Regions from separate parts of the Triticum aestivum genome. Here region 2 is linked to region 1. A link is a contact called in public Hi-C data. All regions are on one chromosome and are shown on one strand. The core of a region is the stretch at or near the end of the contact, and the rest is flanking DNA. Distances in the headings are between cores, read along the strand shown. Region 1 holds the start of LOC123165043 (cytochrome P450 72A14). Region 2 has its middle 71 kb from the start of LOC123164459.

The links. Hi-C and Micro-C count contacts between places; a contact is called where the count stands out from the background.
Region 2: a Hi-C map of leaf shows a contact between it and region 1, with 2.2 times the contacts expected there. The contact joins the enhancer-like site here to the promoter of LOC123165043 in region 1. A contact is called at or near these places in 2 of 5 Hi-C or Micro-C datasets (both in leaf).

The regions. Positions count from the first base shown.
Region 1 is chr7D:616,737,947-616,745,603 of IWGSC CS RefSeq v2.1, reverse strand. It overlaps LOC123165043 (cytochrome P450 72A14), which reads left to right and starts at 3,183. Exons shown (of 5, transcript XM_044582668.1): 1 at 3,183-3,603; 2 at 3,708-3,931; 3 at 4,019-4,263; 4 at 4,515-4,899; 5 at 4,990-5,610. The coding sequence starts at 3,312. The coding sequence ends at 5,415.
Region 2 is chr7D:616,884,335-616,891,991 of IWGSC CS RefSeq v2.1, reverse strand. No RefSeq gene overlaps it. Among protein-coding and RNA genes, the nearest start is that of LOC123164459, 71 kb to the right of the region's middle. Within about 2 kb of position 3,096, at least 7 of the 8 cell types and tissues checked have an H3K27ac peak or open chromatin away from gene starts, as enhancers often do. A contact at or near this core is called in leaf, where this site is marked.

The DNA.
Region 1 (7,657 bases), core at 1,934-4,433:
AGAGACACCCCAGGAGCATCGCCGATATGGCATGAGAGTGCTCCATAGGTTGGTTCATGGACCTCATGCCCGCCTGCACCCCTGCCACTTGATGCTCCTGACTGCTAGGGAAGGGAAGGAAAGACGTGCACCCGTTGCTGCGAGGCCGCCACCCAACCAAAATCCCTCGTCGTCGCTGCAATTTCCACCTTCATGGCGTCCAATCGTTGCTCGTACGCCGCCAAATACTGCCTAAACGCCACGGGTATGGAGCCCCGCCGCCGCCGTCGACCACACGGGCAAGCCCGACGGCGCTGACCGGCGGCGGCGAGGAGAGGACGCACGAGAAGGATGGGTGGGAAAAGGGGATCAGATCGCCGCCCGAGTCGCCCAGAGGACGACGCAAGGAGTAGATGCTACATAGGTCATACTAGCAAACATGCTCGTGACTGCGTTGCGCGAGTCGGGAGTGTTTTGGTGAGAGCGGAGGCCGCTCTCGCCAAACTTGAGGTGGTGCCGGATGTGTCTTCGCTGCTTGAGCTTCAGATTGGGGTTGCCCCTGATTTGTCCCCGTCCCCTGAGATCCTGGTTGGTTCTGCCGATGGGGAAGTAGGCATGTATGGAGATCTCTCCCCTCGTGCTACATCTTGTCAGTTGCCGTTGCCCATTGTGTCGATTGCTTCTGGGAGTGAAGCGGTCGTCGAGGTCGTGGTTCCGGTGTTGCAGATTATGCCTGAGCTGCAGAAGCTTTGTGGGGAGCCCACTTCGCCTATTTCGATGGTGCTTCCTAAGGAGATGGGGTCGCTTGGAGGGGACTTGGCGATGCCGACTGCGACCTCACTGTTGTCGTTGGAGCCCAGTCAGCCACTCGTCTATGTGGAGGATGGAGGTTAGGACGTTGCTATTGCTCTCTCACCTGAGGTTGTTGCCCAGGTGGCATCCGTGGGTGCCGAGGTTGATGACATAGGTGCTTTGGCAGCTACTTCTGAGGCGCTGAAGCCCATTCGGTCGCCCATCTTTGACCGTGACGCTATGTTGGCACGTATTGACGAGGTGGTCTTTGTGAAAAAGCTTGACCGTTTGCTCGCCTCCTTGGAGGCAACTTGTCCTGGGTCTCGCAATGTGATTGCTTGCCTCCTAGTGGATGAGGTTTCTACAGGCAAAATAAAGAAGTTGAAGAAGGCTCACAGGAGCATAGGCAAGAAGAGTGGCGCCATTGATATGGTGTCTGCGGCTGCTTAATGGAGGATACTCAGTCTCTTCGTTCTCCATCTCCGAGTGGCTCGTCTCCGTGGATTTCTTGGCGTCTGATGTATTCAACATTGATTTTGTTGAGGGTTTCTTTGCGACATAGAAGTGCCAGGGTTTGTGGTTGTTGCGTGTTATGTATGTTTGTCGGGTTGACCGTGAGGTCATGGAGTTTCTTTCTTAGCGAGTAGTCCGCATGTGATCTATATGTATCAGTTTACGCCCGGTTTTCCGTTAATTAACCGGGCAATTCTCTTCTTCTTAATTAATCGATGAGGCAAATCTTTTGCCTCCGTTTCGAAAATAATAATTCAAAAGAAGCGAATTTAATGAGGTTTTCAAACAGACAAGGTCAAATTTAACGAGGTTTATTTAGGTCGATCCTAAAAGTTTAAGAATACTCTAAACATGAATGCTTCTGCCCCCAAATATGGAACGAGGCGCCAAAAGAGCCTCTCGTCACCCGAAACCGCGCGATACCAATGTTTGGTGGAAGGAAATTACTGTCCAAACTCTGACCCATGAAACCTATCGGCCCAATGTCCAGAGGTCTAAACCGGGGTAGGTTTGTAACTTCATCGAGACGCCAGACAACCGCCTCTGAAAAATATTCATACACCATGGACGCCTAAACAACCATGCGCTGGCCGAAATCGCTCCCACCCACAATTTGGGACACCTAAGATTACCGTCCTATTTATCCGTCTCACCACTCTCCCCCCTTCCCCCTCTCCAAAACCTAGCCGCCCGCACACCCGCTGCCGTCGCGCCGCCGTCGTCGCTAGAGTTCGCCCTAACCCCCATCCTCGACCTCACATCGCCCATTGTTTCCTCCCCACCCCCTTGGCACTCGGTAGGACGAGCGCTGGAAGCTCGCGGGTCGCCTCCCTTCTCCTCCTCCCCATCGGGACCGGGCAAGAGGATGAGCGCCCACCCTCGCGACGGCCTCAACGGGAGAAGGGTTGTCGCCGTCACTGCCGACGAGGACATCTACTGCCCTGTTATTGCCACTGCATGTTGCTCGTATATAGGCAAGGTCTCTACAGCACGGTACAAGACCCGACTGCACGGCAAGGTCTCTACAACACGGTTCATTTTAAAAAAAGGCAACCCCTAACATGATGGGGCGGCCTAAATACAAAGAATATGGCACACAGGAAGTCATGCAAGAAGCCCTAGAATATATATATTTTTCTACTTTTATTTTTGATTTTTCAAATTCACAAATATCTATTGAATCACGAACGTATTTATATATGCGCTAATATTTTCTTAAATCGGTGAACACTTTGCAAACATTTTTTGAATTTTATGAACATTTTAAAATTGATGAACAGTTTTTGGATTTTATGAACATTTTTAGGATTTGGAAACATTTTATAAAATCATGGAAGCTTTGTGAACATTTTGTCAAATTCGCAATTATTTTTTGACCCACGAGCATTTTTTCAGTTGTGCGGATACATTTTCGAATTTCATGAATGTTTTCTAAATCCGTGATCGATTTTTGAAATTCATGAACACTTTTGACTTCATTCAATTATTTTAAAATTCATGATTTTTTTTTTTGATTTTCAGCACGCCATTTTGGAAGCCTCCGTAGGGAGGAAACGTGCTTTGCCTATGCCGCGCCGTCTGACAACGAAAAGGGCCGAATAAGCGATGGAAATCGGCGCAGCCGTTGAACGGACTTTTAGCCTCGAGCGCACGTGTACGATGGCGGGCGGATCCCGAGAGTTCACGGCGGCGTGCGTGCGTGCACTGCACGTGGACTTCCACGTCGTGCTCATGGCCTTTGGCTCCGTCCGCCGTGCCCGGGCGGCGCGATGAGAGAGACACCATCAATCAAATCAGCCGACGGCTCCGGCTAAGATAAGGTTGATCCATTCCAGCATACTTTTGCCCGACAACTTGTCCACCTGCAGCTAGCAGGCCCAGAAAAATCAACCCGCCACCCAAGTCTCATCTTAGTCTTCTCACCTGCCGTGTCCCGCCGGTGCACAGACACCATTTTTGGAGCTGCCCATATACAAAGACTGAGCGAGAGAGACGGGTTCATTCATCGCACTCTCACAACACACAACATGGACACTCTTGGCTCACCACCATGGAGCTTGCTCTGCGCTCTCGGTGCCCTGCTGGCCGCGCTGTGGTGCGCCGGCCGGGCGCTGACCGGCGCCTGGCTCCGCCCGCGGAGGCTGGCCCGGGCCCTGCGGTCCCAGGGCGTCAGCGGCACGCAGTACCGCTTCCCCTCCGGCGACATGAAGGAGTACGTGCGGCTCATCGCGGCGGCGTGCTCCCAGCCCATGCCGCTGTCCTTGCACGCCGTCGCCGCCCGCGCGGTGCCGTTCGACCATGCCATCATCAAGCAACACGGTAATTGACTAGCATCCCCTCTCAATTAGGCTCCTGTACGCCATGCGGTGATTGATCACCGTAATTTTGGCAAAGTACATGAGAGATCGCCGGGATTTTTGCAGGCAAAGTTGCTCTGACATGGTTCGGCCCGGAGCCGAGGGTGGTGGTGAGCGATCCTCAGCTGTTCCGGGAGATCCTGTCGAACAAGCAGGGCCAGTTCGGGAAGCAGAGGTCTATCCTTCGGATCGAGCGGCTCTTGGCCAACGGCCTGACGACCCACCAGGGCGACAAGTGGGTCGCCCACCGGAGGATCATCAACCACGCCTTCCATCTCGAGAAGCTCAAGGTGCATGCCAACCATGTCTCCCACCTGACTGAACTCATCAACCCACACGCATATACTTTGCAGGCTAATTGGGATTGAATTTTGCAGAGGATGTTACCGGCTTTCGCAGAGTGTTCTAGTGAACTTGTGCGAAGATGGGGAGACTCCATGGGGCAAAGTGATGTGCAGGAGATAGATGTGTGGCCAGAGTTTCAGAACCTCACAGGGGACGTCATCTCCCGAGTAGCGTTCGGGAGCAGCTTCGGTGAAGGGAGAAAGATCTTCCAGTTGCAGTCAGAGCAGGCGCAAAATGCTGTCAAGATGGCAAACGTGATGTACATCCCCGGTTACAGGTGAGCTCATACTTCCAGCCAATGCAATTACGCTTGTGCATCTCCATATTAATTTCTAGCATCGCGCATCAGAACAATATGCTCACAACCAGTAGTCCGGTACAGATATCTGAAATAGATACATATTGTTTGTGTTGTTCAGGCCTCTGCAAATAAATAGATATCCACTCAGTCCAGTCCACAGAATAGAGAGGATGCTGGCCTGAATCACAAAACATAGTGGCCTGCAATTTGATAACATTCCTATGCAGGTTCCTGCCAACAAAGCTCAATACAAGGATGAAGGCAAATGCCCGGGAGGTCGAACTACTCCTGAAAGGCGTAATCACGAAGAGGGAGAGGGCGATGAAGGATGGCCATGCCGACAACGACGATCTACTAGGCGTGATGATGGAGTCCAACATAGAAGAAAGCCAGGAAGCCGGAAGCTCCATGCCGACGATGACCACCGACGACATAGTAGGGGAGCTGAAGCTCTTCTATTTCGCGGGCATGGAGACAACCGCGGTGCTGCTCACGTGGGCAATGGTCCTGCTAAGCATGCATCCCGAGTGGCAGGACCGCGCGAGGGAGGAGGTTCTCCGCGTCTTTGGAAAGAACCAGCCGGATTCCGAGGGCATAAACCGGCTGAAAGTCGTGAGTAAATTAATTACAGGAGAGCCATTGATATACAATTTCTCATCCGAGAGGTTGCTCTGATCATGTCCATCTTCTCTGTCGGTGCAGGTGACGATGATACTATATGAGGTTCTTAGGCTATACCCACCGATTCTGCTACTTGGTCGGGAGGCGTATAAAGAAACAGAGCTGGGAGGCGTCACATATCCAGCCGGCGTAACATTTGCGCTGCCAATTGTGTGCATTCACCATGATCCAGATGTGTGGGGAGAAGATGTCGTTGAATTCAAGCCGGAGAGGTTTGCAGAGGGCATCGCCGGCGCATCCAAGAACTCGCCGGCGTTCTTTCCGTTTGGCTGGGGACCGCGGATTTGTGTCGGGCAGAACTTTGCATTGCTTGAGGCCAAGATGGGATTGAGCGTGATTCTGCAACACTTCATGTTTGAGCTCTCACCATCTTACACGCATTCGCCTTGCCCGGTCTCCACTCTACAACCCCAACACGGTTCGCAGATTAAGCTCACCAAACTCTAAGAATTAGCAGCTGTTACTAATTAGCATCCGGACTCCGGACAACCATGGACATTGAGAATAGTCAGGGATTAGGGTGGTGATCCTGGGAGAGATGTATGTAGTATTATGGATCCTGATGTTTACATCGAAGGCGACATGCACCTATCTCATAAATATATATTTTCAATAAAGTGTAATATGTCAATGTCAAACTCATCACTGGTGGAGCTACATCAGTACCGGGGCTGGAACAAAAATGAAAATTACTAGAGTATGTGGGAAGATCACATGAACGATCCCAAATTAATCATATAAGAATAGCTAAAAAAAGCGCCAATATATGTGCCGATGCTACCACTCCAACCTGCTGTTGTTACTTGACTCAAAATCAGTTATACTTGCTGTTGCACGTAGCTTAATAATTTGTTGGTTGTACGTGCTATTTGCCAACCTGCTATTGCAATACCCGTTGATTGGTGAACAACTTACAATTTCCTCATCAACTTTCAAAAGAAATCATGGTTTGATCAAGTTTGGGTCGGGAAAACCAGGTGGGCGGCCATGCACGGCCTTGTGTCAGGACCGAACTATAATTCAGATCACAGACTAGGGATTTGAGGGAAGAAATGGGGAAAACTCGCCCAGATCTGGGAGGTGTTTGTATTAGCTGTATGTTTACTTAGCCATCACGGCAAATTCAATGGAAGATTCGATACTTTGGCCAGCCACAACCCGGCTGCCTTTATAGGTGGCAAGCGCTCCCGGCAATAGGTGGAAAGTAACAGTAACTAACTAAAACGGTACAGTAGACATCTAACGGTCGACGACGAACGGTAAAGTGAGGCGCGATCTCAACCCTCCATCTACTGAATCGTTATCTGTTATAACAGCTAGCACTAACTGAAGAAGTAACACCATACGCTGCAGTCCTGGCATTGCTCCCTCCTTGAGTGTCGACGTGTCCTCACGGCGTTGCCGCTGCTGCTCGCCATGCACGAGTAGTGGTGCTGAAGAACTCCGGGAACATGTATTTGATGAAGTCCACATCTTCCCAGGTTGCATCTTCAGGAGGCAGGTTTATCCACCGTATAAGCCACTGTACAACTGGCAGGTTCTGTCGTGGAACTTGACGAACCTCCAGCACTTCCTCAGGACCTGTTTTGATTGTCCCATCCGGATTGACCAGTGGTAAGTTAGGGTCAGGTATAGATTTGTCCCCAATGTGTTTCTTCAACTGGCTCACATGAAACACTGGGTGGATTTGCACATCTCGTGGTAACTGCAACTTGTAAGCAGCTTTGCCCACTTTCTGAAGCACCAAAAATGGTCCATAGAATCTGTTTTGAAGTTTCAGTGCTCCTCTGAACCCAAACACAGCCAATCTATAAGGAGCCATCTTTAGATAAACTGGATCTCCCACTTGAAAGCTCCTTTCCACCCTCTTTAGTATCTGCATATTTCTTCATCCTGTTTTGTGCCACCACCAAGTTATCTTTGAGTTGTTGCAATATCTGTTGCTTGGCAGTTAAGAAATCTTGTGCTTCTTCATCATCAGGCCCAAGTATTGCTAGCTCTGAGATGAGGGGTGGGGGAAATCCATAGAGAGCTTGAAATGGGGACATCTTAATGGCTGTATGGTAAGTTGAATTATACCAGAATTCTGCTAGAGATAGCCATGATAGCTACTTGGTTGGAGCAGATGTAGTCATGCATCGTAAATAAGTCTCCAAACACTGATTTACATGTTCTGTTTGGCCATCTGTTTGTGGGTGATAAGCAGTACTGTACCTTAATTCCACATTAAGCGCAGAGAAAATATTTTTCCAAAGTTGACTGGTGAATATTCTGTCCCTGTCAGAGATAATCAGTTTTGGGGGGCCATGCAACTTAATGATGTTATCCACAAAAGACTGAGCTACACTGAGCACTGAATAGGGATGAGACACTGGTATGAAGTGGGAGTACTTAGTAAACCTGTCCACAACTACCATGATCACATCTTTTCCTTGAGATTTAGGTAATCCTTCAATGAAGTCCATGGATATATGCTGCCAAGCCATATCAGCCACTGGAAGAGGTTCTAGCAGACTAGGTTGCAAGCAAGTTTCATGTTTTGCTCTTTGACATATAGGGAAAGCAGCAATGAAATCTTCTACAACTGTTTTCATACCAGGCCAATAAAAGATGCTTTTGATCTTGTGATATGTTGCTCTTCTTCCTGAGTGACCACCCACAGGGGAACTGTGCAGGGCTACAAGCAGTT
Region 2 (7,657 bases), core at 1,847-4,346, 150 kb before region 1:
GACCCCCGTCACAGCTCCGTCGCCTGCTCTATAGCAGGGCCCATCTGTCAGACTTTGCCGAGTGTTTTTTTGTCGGGAACTCGGCGTACTTGAGATTCTGTTTGCCAAATCGTTTTTCGTTGAACTCGGCAAAATATGAAGTCTGCTGAGTTGTTTTTCATTGCCGAGTCCAATTTTGAATCAAACTCGGCAGATATAAACTTTGCCGACTTCCCGATAGAATGAACTCGCAAAGTTTTGAAACTCAGCACAAAACCAGATTCTAGTAATGAACTCTTCTACTCCCCAAGAAACTCTGGTACACCTACTTGGGAGTCCCCCGAGGATGAGGGATATGATGATACTAGTGATAACGCACTGCTTATTGATTCTATGGCTCAAGAGCATGCCATTGCTGAAGCTAACAGTTATCCTAGTAAATGGGCATTCTGGTGCAAGAGAAACAATGCTCCCGAATCACTGAATGTGTAAGTTCTGTTGTGATTTTACCTGATCATAAAACTGAAGATTGTTGTGCTATAGCCAGTGTGAATAAAAACGCTTATGTTCATGTTGTAAAACATTCTCCTCAGGATATGGTCTGCAGAAGAGCCATGACTCTGTTATTCAAGTTACTAGCACCTACTTTGGTCTAGTCCCCTGAGTCGTCCATGGAGAATGATGTTGAGGCATAAGATTCTCAGGTCAATCTGAGAATAGATTCTTCTACCTTTGTTTGATGTGCTGCGCCTCCGATGATATGTTTCTACACACTAGCGGTCCTCATTACTCATCCTAATTTTTGCAAAAATTCTATGCCCCCCTTGCGTGGTTACTTTTGTTTCTTTCACCCTAGATTCGCATAAGATACTCGTGTTGATTCAAGAATATATTCCATTAACTTTGTTTGATGCACGGCCTATGAATAAAGTTGTACGCGACAGTGGTACTCATTACTTGTCCCGCAGGAATCCTATTTCCTTCGTAGTACAATTTGGCATCTACGTACCTATATGTTTCGAGTGATGCTCTCAGGCTGTTGGGCTGGTTCTAGAAGTTGAGCAATTCAATTTTCTGCAATGCTATTTGCCAATGTCAATGTGTTGCCATTTCTTATATCCTTATTGAAACTTGCTACTTGGCCTTCCTTATTCCAAGAAGGACTTAGGAATTGATGTGGTGTGCTAGAGTTATTTCATAACGTAGGTTCACTAATTGGTTTTCACCGTTTGGCTTTAAATTGATGTGGTGTGCTAGAGTACTATTTAATCTAGCAGACTATCACCGATTGGCTTTCAATTGATGGTGTGACATTTTCTTTCGGTGTGGACTGCAAGGTCAATCTGTGCAGGTTTGCCGGGGAAGTGAAGCTCATCATGCACTTTGATGTTTCAGCAATGGTGAGTGAGAGACCGATCACTGGTCTTTGTTTCATTGTTCGCGTTGATGTGCCATTGCCTCCTCAACAGCCATACCCCACCAGGCATGTCGCCCTCCTACAAGTCACGCGCCACAGCCATATGGAGTTATGGACAACCCTACACGCCGCAGGCGTACGGACAACCGTACCCACCGCAGCCATATGGGCAACAACCGTACCAGCCACAGCCATATGGGTAACCCTACCCACAACCTTCAGCAGCACAATCCCCTTATTCACCTGGTAAGATCTTGATGAGCTTAGATAAATCCATCCTTTTTCATGAGTCTAATCAGGTGAATCTTATGCAGCGCCGTACCCTGGAGCTTATCCACCGTGGCCATATTGATACACCCAGCTTCAGTGGCCTGACGTGGCGGCACCGAAACGAAGAAATAATGATCAGTTGTGGCTGCTGAGCTTTTTCAAAGGGCAGCACTAGGCGCCGGCGCACCGGCCCAATGTTCGGCCGGTCGCCTAGCAGCCGTCGGATTGGCACCATCTGAATCGTTCTGATCTTATCTTCTTCCCCCGTCTGAAAACGATTCCCCACCTCCCCAGCGAAGCTTCCTTCCCACGCGCATGGCAGACGCCGCCTGAAAAGTACCTTGTGTCCTGCAGCTTGTAACACCTCAGGTGCTCGCCTGTCGTAGCAAATCACGGTGCACGACCCGTTGCCGAGCTCGCCGCGCCCACACTCAAGGTGGTTGTTGGAGGCTGTCGTTGTACTTGATCTGTCCCCGTAGGAAGAACTTGTCTTGTAGCCTTGCAGCTCCACCTCCCATGACGAGCCCCGTCGAAGTAATCATCGACGCCAGTCATAAGCGAAAAACGACAGCAGATGCAGCAAAACATCGTCCCTGCCATCACAGGTCGGGGTCATCGTCATGAATGGTTGCAGCATATGTCAACGCTGGTTGTAGCAAAACTCGACGGCGGATGCAGCAAAAATGTCATCGCCGCCGTCGCGGGTTAAGCCGAGACATGAATGGTTGAAGCTTTTTTTATTGTCGGATGTAGCTTTTTTCATCAACAATTGCAGCTTCGTCGTCATCCATAACTTCCATCGTCTATTGTTGAAACTTTTTTCGTCTCTGGTTGAAGCTTTTCTAGTCGCCCGTTGAAGCTTTCGTGTTTGCGCAGTGCCAACACCCCAAAAATTTGTTGCCTTCGATTGAAGCTTTGGGTGACGCTGGTTGTATCATTTTTTGTTGCCGGTTCCAACACACCAGATAGCTAGTTCCACCAGACCACCTGGCCGGTAGAAGCATCACCATGTGCTAGTTCTAGCGCGGGCGCACGCCGGGGTTACACGCCTCGGTTCCAGCATCCCCGCATGCCGGTTCCAACACGAGTGCATGACGGTTGTAGTACCACGTCGTCTCAGTCGTAGTAGCACGTGACGCCGGTCGCATCACCGTCTCGCCATGGTTGTAGCACATCCCACGCCGTCGACGAGATTGCGGTTGTAGCAACATCGAGGTCTAGCCACCAAGACCGAGAGGAGATTGGCGGCGAGCGTCATCGTGCAATCGACGACCAGCGACGCGTCCTTGTAGCAGCCTCATGGTAGTTTTGTTGCCATGGGAGGAAAGGATGGAAGCAAAAGCTCGCAGGGTGGAGGCTAGGCTAGAGCGATTGGGGATGGCAAAGGTAGAAGAAAGAGTAAAGACAGCGATGTTCTGGAGATAAGATTTGTGTGGCCCAAAACAGTCGGTGCAAAGAGATAGGGAAAAGGAAGAGGCAGCGCGTGGGCCAAGGCACGTGGCTGCGCGGGCGAGTGAGCCGGGGCGTCCGTATCCAAACGTTTTCCTTTTTCAAATCGATCACAAGCCTACTGAAGGCGTGTTAGATAACTGAAACAACATGTAAATCGCCTCCTTTTGCGTGAGTGTTGTGAAACAGCCTAGCACAATTATCAGAAACGTTTACTCTCTCCAGTAGACACTATATTTGTAGCTTGCAGGCCGCCATGATGAAGTTAGTTCTATATTGTGGTTTTGCCAAAATGGCGATGCTCCTTGCTTCTGTTTGGGGGTCATTATAGACTGTTCTACCTATAAGTCTGTAACATATAGTGCTAACTGCTCGAACGTCAGCGAATGCATGGCAGCTGCAGAAGGCCGCAACACCTGAAACCTGGGAGTGTTTTTGTGATGCTCAATAAATTTGCCTTGTTTGATGTACCCATGATGTGTGGTGGATTGGATTAAATGTGGTTTTGTTGATTGGCTACAAAGGTTGCTGTATTTTTGTTTCTGATAGTGTTTTGTGACGCTCAAAGCACTTGCTTGGTTTGATATGAGATTCATGTGGATTCGCCAATCCCAAGATTGCCCGTGCTGATTTTCTTTGTTCCGCTCTTCAGGCCTGTTAAAAAGTTCAGATTTTAGTTGATCTACGTGGGTTTGTGGATCGACTGCGAAGGTCGCATCATCTTGTCTAAATTTTTTTTTGATGCTCTTTATTTGATTTGTATACCCTTGATGTCTCGCCAACAGACGAATGAGATTTGTACGGATTTGCCATTCCCGAGATACTTGAGCTGATACCTGAATTCCACCACTCTTGTTAATAACCTGTTAAAATTTCAAAATTTGGTTAATCTCTCTGCGGGGTTTGGAGGCTTATTTGTGTATATAGATGGCCTGTGATGGGTGTTTTAGTGCAGGTCATTCTAGAGTGTGTTTGCAGGGCTTTCATCATTCTGGAGATCTTACACGGGCAAGCAAATCAGTAGGGCTTTTCTTTCTCTTTCCCTAGAAAATCAGTGGTTAATTATTGCTGTGTTCATTGATTAGCTATCGAAACCTTTTTCTGGATAAGACCACAACACGTATGTTTGTTAGTACCTGAAACCTTTTTCTGGATAAGACCATAACCTGTGTGCATGTGGCGGCGATCCAAAGCATAGTGATATTGGATATTACTTCCAATATTACAGATAGCAAAGTAGTGAGGTTAGCAGTGTTTCCGCAGGGCTTTCATCATTCTGGAGTTCAATCTTACAAGAGCTATCATACCTGAATTTCTTTTCTCTTTTTCCGCTTGGCGAGAAGATCGATCAGTAGTCAACTATTGTTATTCTCTTCTTTTGCGAAGGTAATAGTGTTTTATTCCAGGATTATAGAGTTACAGTCAATAGGCAAGAATTCCTCAGTACATAATACATGGGGGCCGTCTATGTAGCTGCACAGTTCTTTGCTTTCAGTGCATCATTACAATGTAACAGAAATCTATAAGCACCAAAGATGATCGTTCCATCATGGTGTCATACTATCATACCAGGCGCCACCATACCATCACTCTCCAAAAACGCCCCATCTACCGACAGTGCCACCTGGTCCCTAGGTGGTGGAATCCAGGCCAAAGAACTTGTTGCCTTCATCGGTTTTGGCCTTTCAGGTTCCAACACAAACAACAGTTTATCCTTTAAATGTCGTCCGTCTAGTGTCTGTTAGCTGAATCAAGCGACTGCGAGTAGCTCCAAAGAAACTCTACGGAAATTTCAAGAGGAGGTTTTTTCCGGATAAAAGACCAGAGCACATATCTTGTTTAGTGCATGGGTCTATGGGAGGAACCTGAGCTTTAACAGTGCAAGGTTTTGCTGATAATCAAATTGTGTTAAGCTTCCAAGATTAATGATCATGATGATTCCACATGAACTTACTACTTTGCTCCTCGCTTTTCGTGATGCCAACTTCCATCCTCGTCCCTCACTCACAATATTAGTCTTCCCTTCCCACATGTGCCCAAAAATTAGTGCACTCCTTCTTAGGGATTGGAATTGGGAGGGACTATGCACGGTTGAGCATGAACAAGCAACATGTAAGAGGTTAATTAATGGGGATGGATTGGGGAAGGTGACTATTAAGAAAGGCGAGGTGGCAGGATGGGAGACCGAAAGGATGACACAACGGTACATATGTGTTTTTTGACAACAGTTTTGGGACTTGATGGAGTAGGATAAGAGAAGCTCTACCTGTCCGTGCCAATCCCGACATCAAGGCCATTGCCTCTCTTTGGTACATCTTAGTATGGGACCCAAGTTTAGTTGTGTTCTTTCTATTAACTCCCACCACTAGTCATTAACGGGTAGCAACTTTTGAAATATAAATATTGTAAGTATTGAATGATGACAAAAATTTAGGAATTACGATTATAGGAAAAAACATCCGCAAGACAAATCGCTGAAGGAACTCTTTTGGGAGGACTTATATGGAAGAAAATATTCTCATTTGTCTATTGCCCACCCTGGTATGCCAGTCAAGCTCGATGGCATTCGCATGCGGTTGTCTGAGAAGGGGGCATGTAATTTCAAAGATAATCTGACACTTCAAGTTGATTTCACATTAGTTTTTTAATTATTTATGTGGGAGGTCATAAGGAGCCTCCAATAAGTATAATAAATGTTTATTGATTATATAATACATAATTTAAGGCATTTAGACGGCAGACAGATAGATGACCGTTTGTTATTCAAGACAAGCATCCATTTCAAAAGGGTGCATCTAGGCACTACCGTCAAATCTCTATATTTTGTGAATGATGTGATAATAATTGTATCCATGAATATGTCTAAATCATCCACTCGTCTCCATGGAAATTGGGTATCAAACCATGGTTTTGTTGGTATTTCTGGTGATGATACATAACAGGTGGTTCTATACTTGGTTGGATACACGAGTAGGAAGGGCAACCTCGTATGAGGATATAAATACAACATGTTGGTGTTGTTTGGTCCATTTGTCATAGGAAGCCTGCAAACTCAAATGGGCCAAGTGCAGATATTGCTCTCGTGGGTGTGTCTTTTTCCCGATGTGATTGATGTTGGGGGGGGGGGGGGGGGGGATATGGTCCCGAGCAATCTCAAACGTCAAGCTACATGTGAAGATCATGTGAATAGTGGTGATGTGCCAAGGGATACTGTATATGGCACTGTGCATACTAGTCATTCTCTTTCTTGCTTCGGAGATCACTGGCCCTTAGTTGTGGGCTCGTAGATAAGAGTGGGGATGAAATCCATTGATCTCTACTAAGAACTAGCCTATGAAACATTCTTGCATGCAGATCTATTGGAAACTAAAAATAAGATGGGCATTGTCACCTTTGTTGTGGACTTCCTAAAACCCACAGCCTCCCGAGACAAGAAACATACATGTGTTTGAATATTGGACTCCTTTTTTTAAGAAGCACAAAACTTCCGGCTGCAATGACACGGACTTTATCTCTCTAATCACCACCTCCACCAAAGCGGTGTGACCAGAATGACAAGCATGTCGGCCTAGATAGTCAAGGAAGATGCAAATATTATGCTATTCGATGCAATGGTCATCACTCGTATTGCTTTGTATCTACATATTGTCGGTATCTATGCAACCATCCACACTAAAAAAACATTTCCATGATGACATATGTTTGTCACAGTAGGTTACGTTTTCTATCATATATGTACATCCATGACGATTTTATAACAGAATCAAGATAGTCATACATGTGCTGTCGTGACATTTCCTTTCTCTAAGGGCCCATGTTATCTTTTCTCCTTTCTAAGGGCCCATTTACTTTTGGGCTCATTTCCAGCACTCGATTACTTACGGTCCATTACTGCCCTGTTCCGCTGATTTGCTAAATTCAGACCATGGTTACAGTTGGCCCGTTTGTGACCCGTTAATCCATTGGGTCGTTTTCATAGCGTTATCTGATACGGCCCATTAACGACCCGTTATGCCTGTCAATAGAATTAAGCCCGTTATACATACCGGCCTATTAACGACCCGTTATGGTCGGGCCCATAAACAAATGATTACCATATTAGCCCGTTTACGGCCCATATTGCGGTCTGTTATTGGTCCATAAATAGTATGTCCTATGTTTGGCCAATCGATTATACGACCCGTAGAAGTCACATTGATTCTACGGTCCATAGAAGGCCCAAAGATCCGACGGCCCGTAGGAGGCCGATGGTCACTACAGCAGGTAGCAGGACCATGGTTACAATGGTCCGTATATTGCCCATGGTTATTGTGGCCTAGTTCTAAAAAAAGGTTATTGTGGCCACACTAGTAGAAAAGGGGGCTTTTGTCCCGGTTGGTAAGGGCGTTTACTCCCGGTTTTAACCGGGACTAAAGGGTCGTTACTAATGCCTCCCCCCTTTAGTCCCGGTTTTTACACGAACCGGGACTAAAGGCCGTCCACGTGGACGCAGCCTGGAGCTCCACCTTTAGTCCCGGTTGGTGTTACCAACCGGGACTAAAT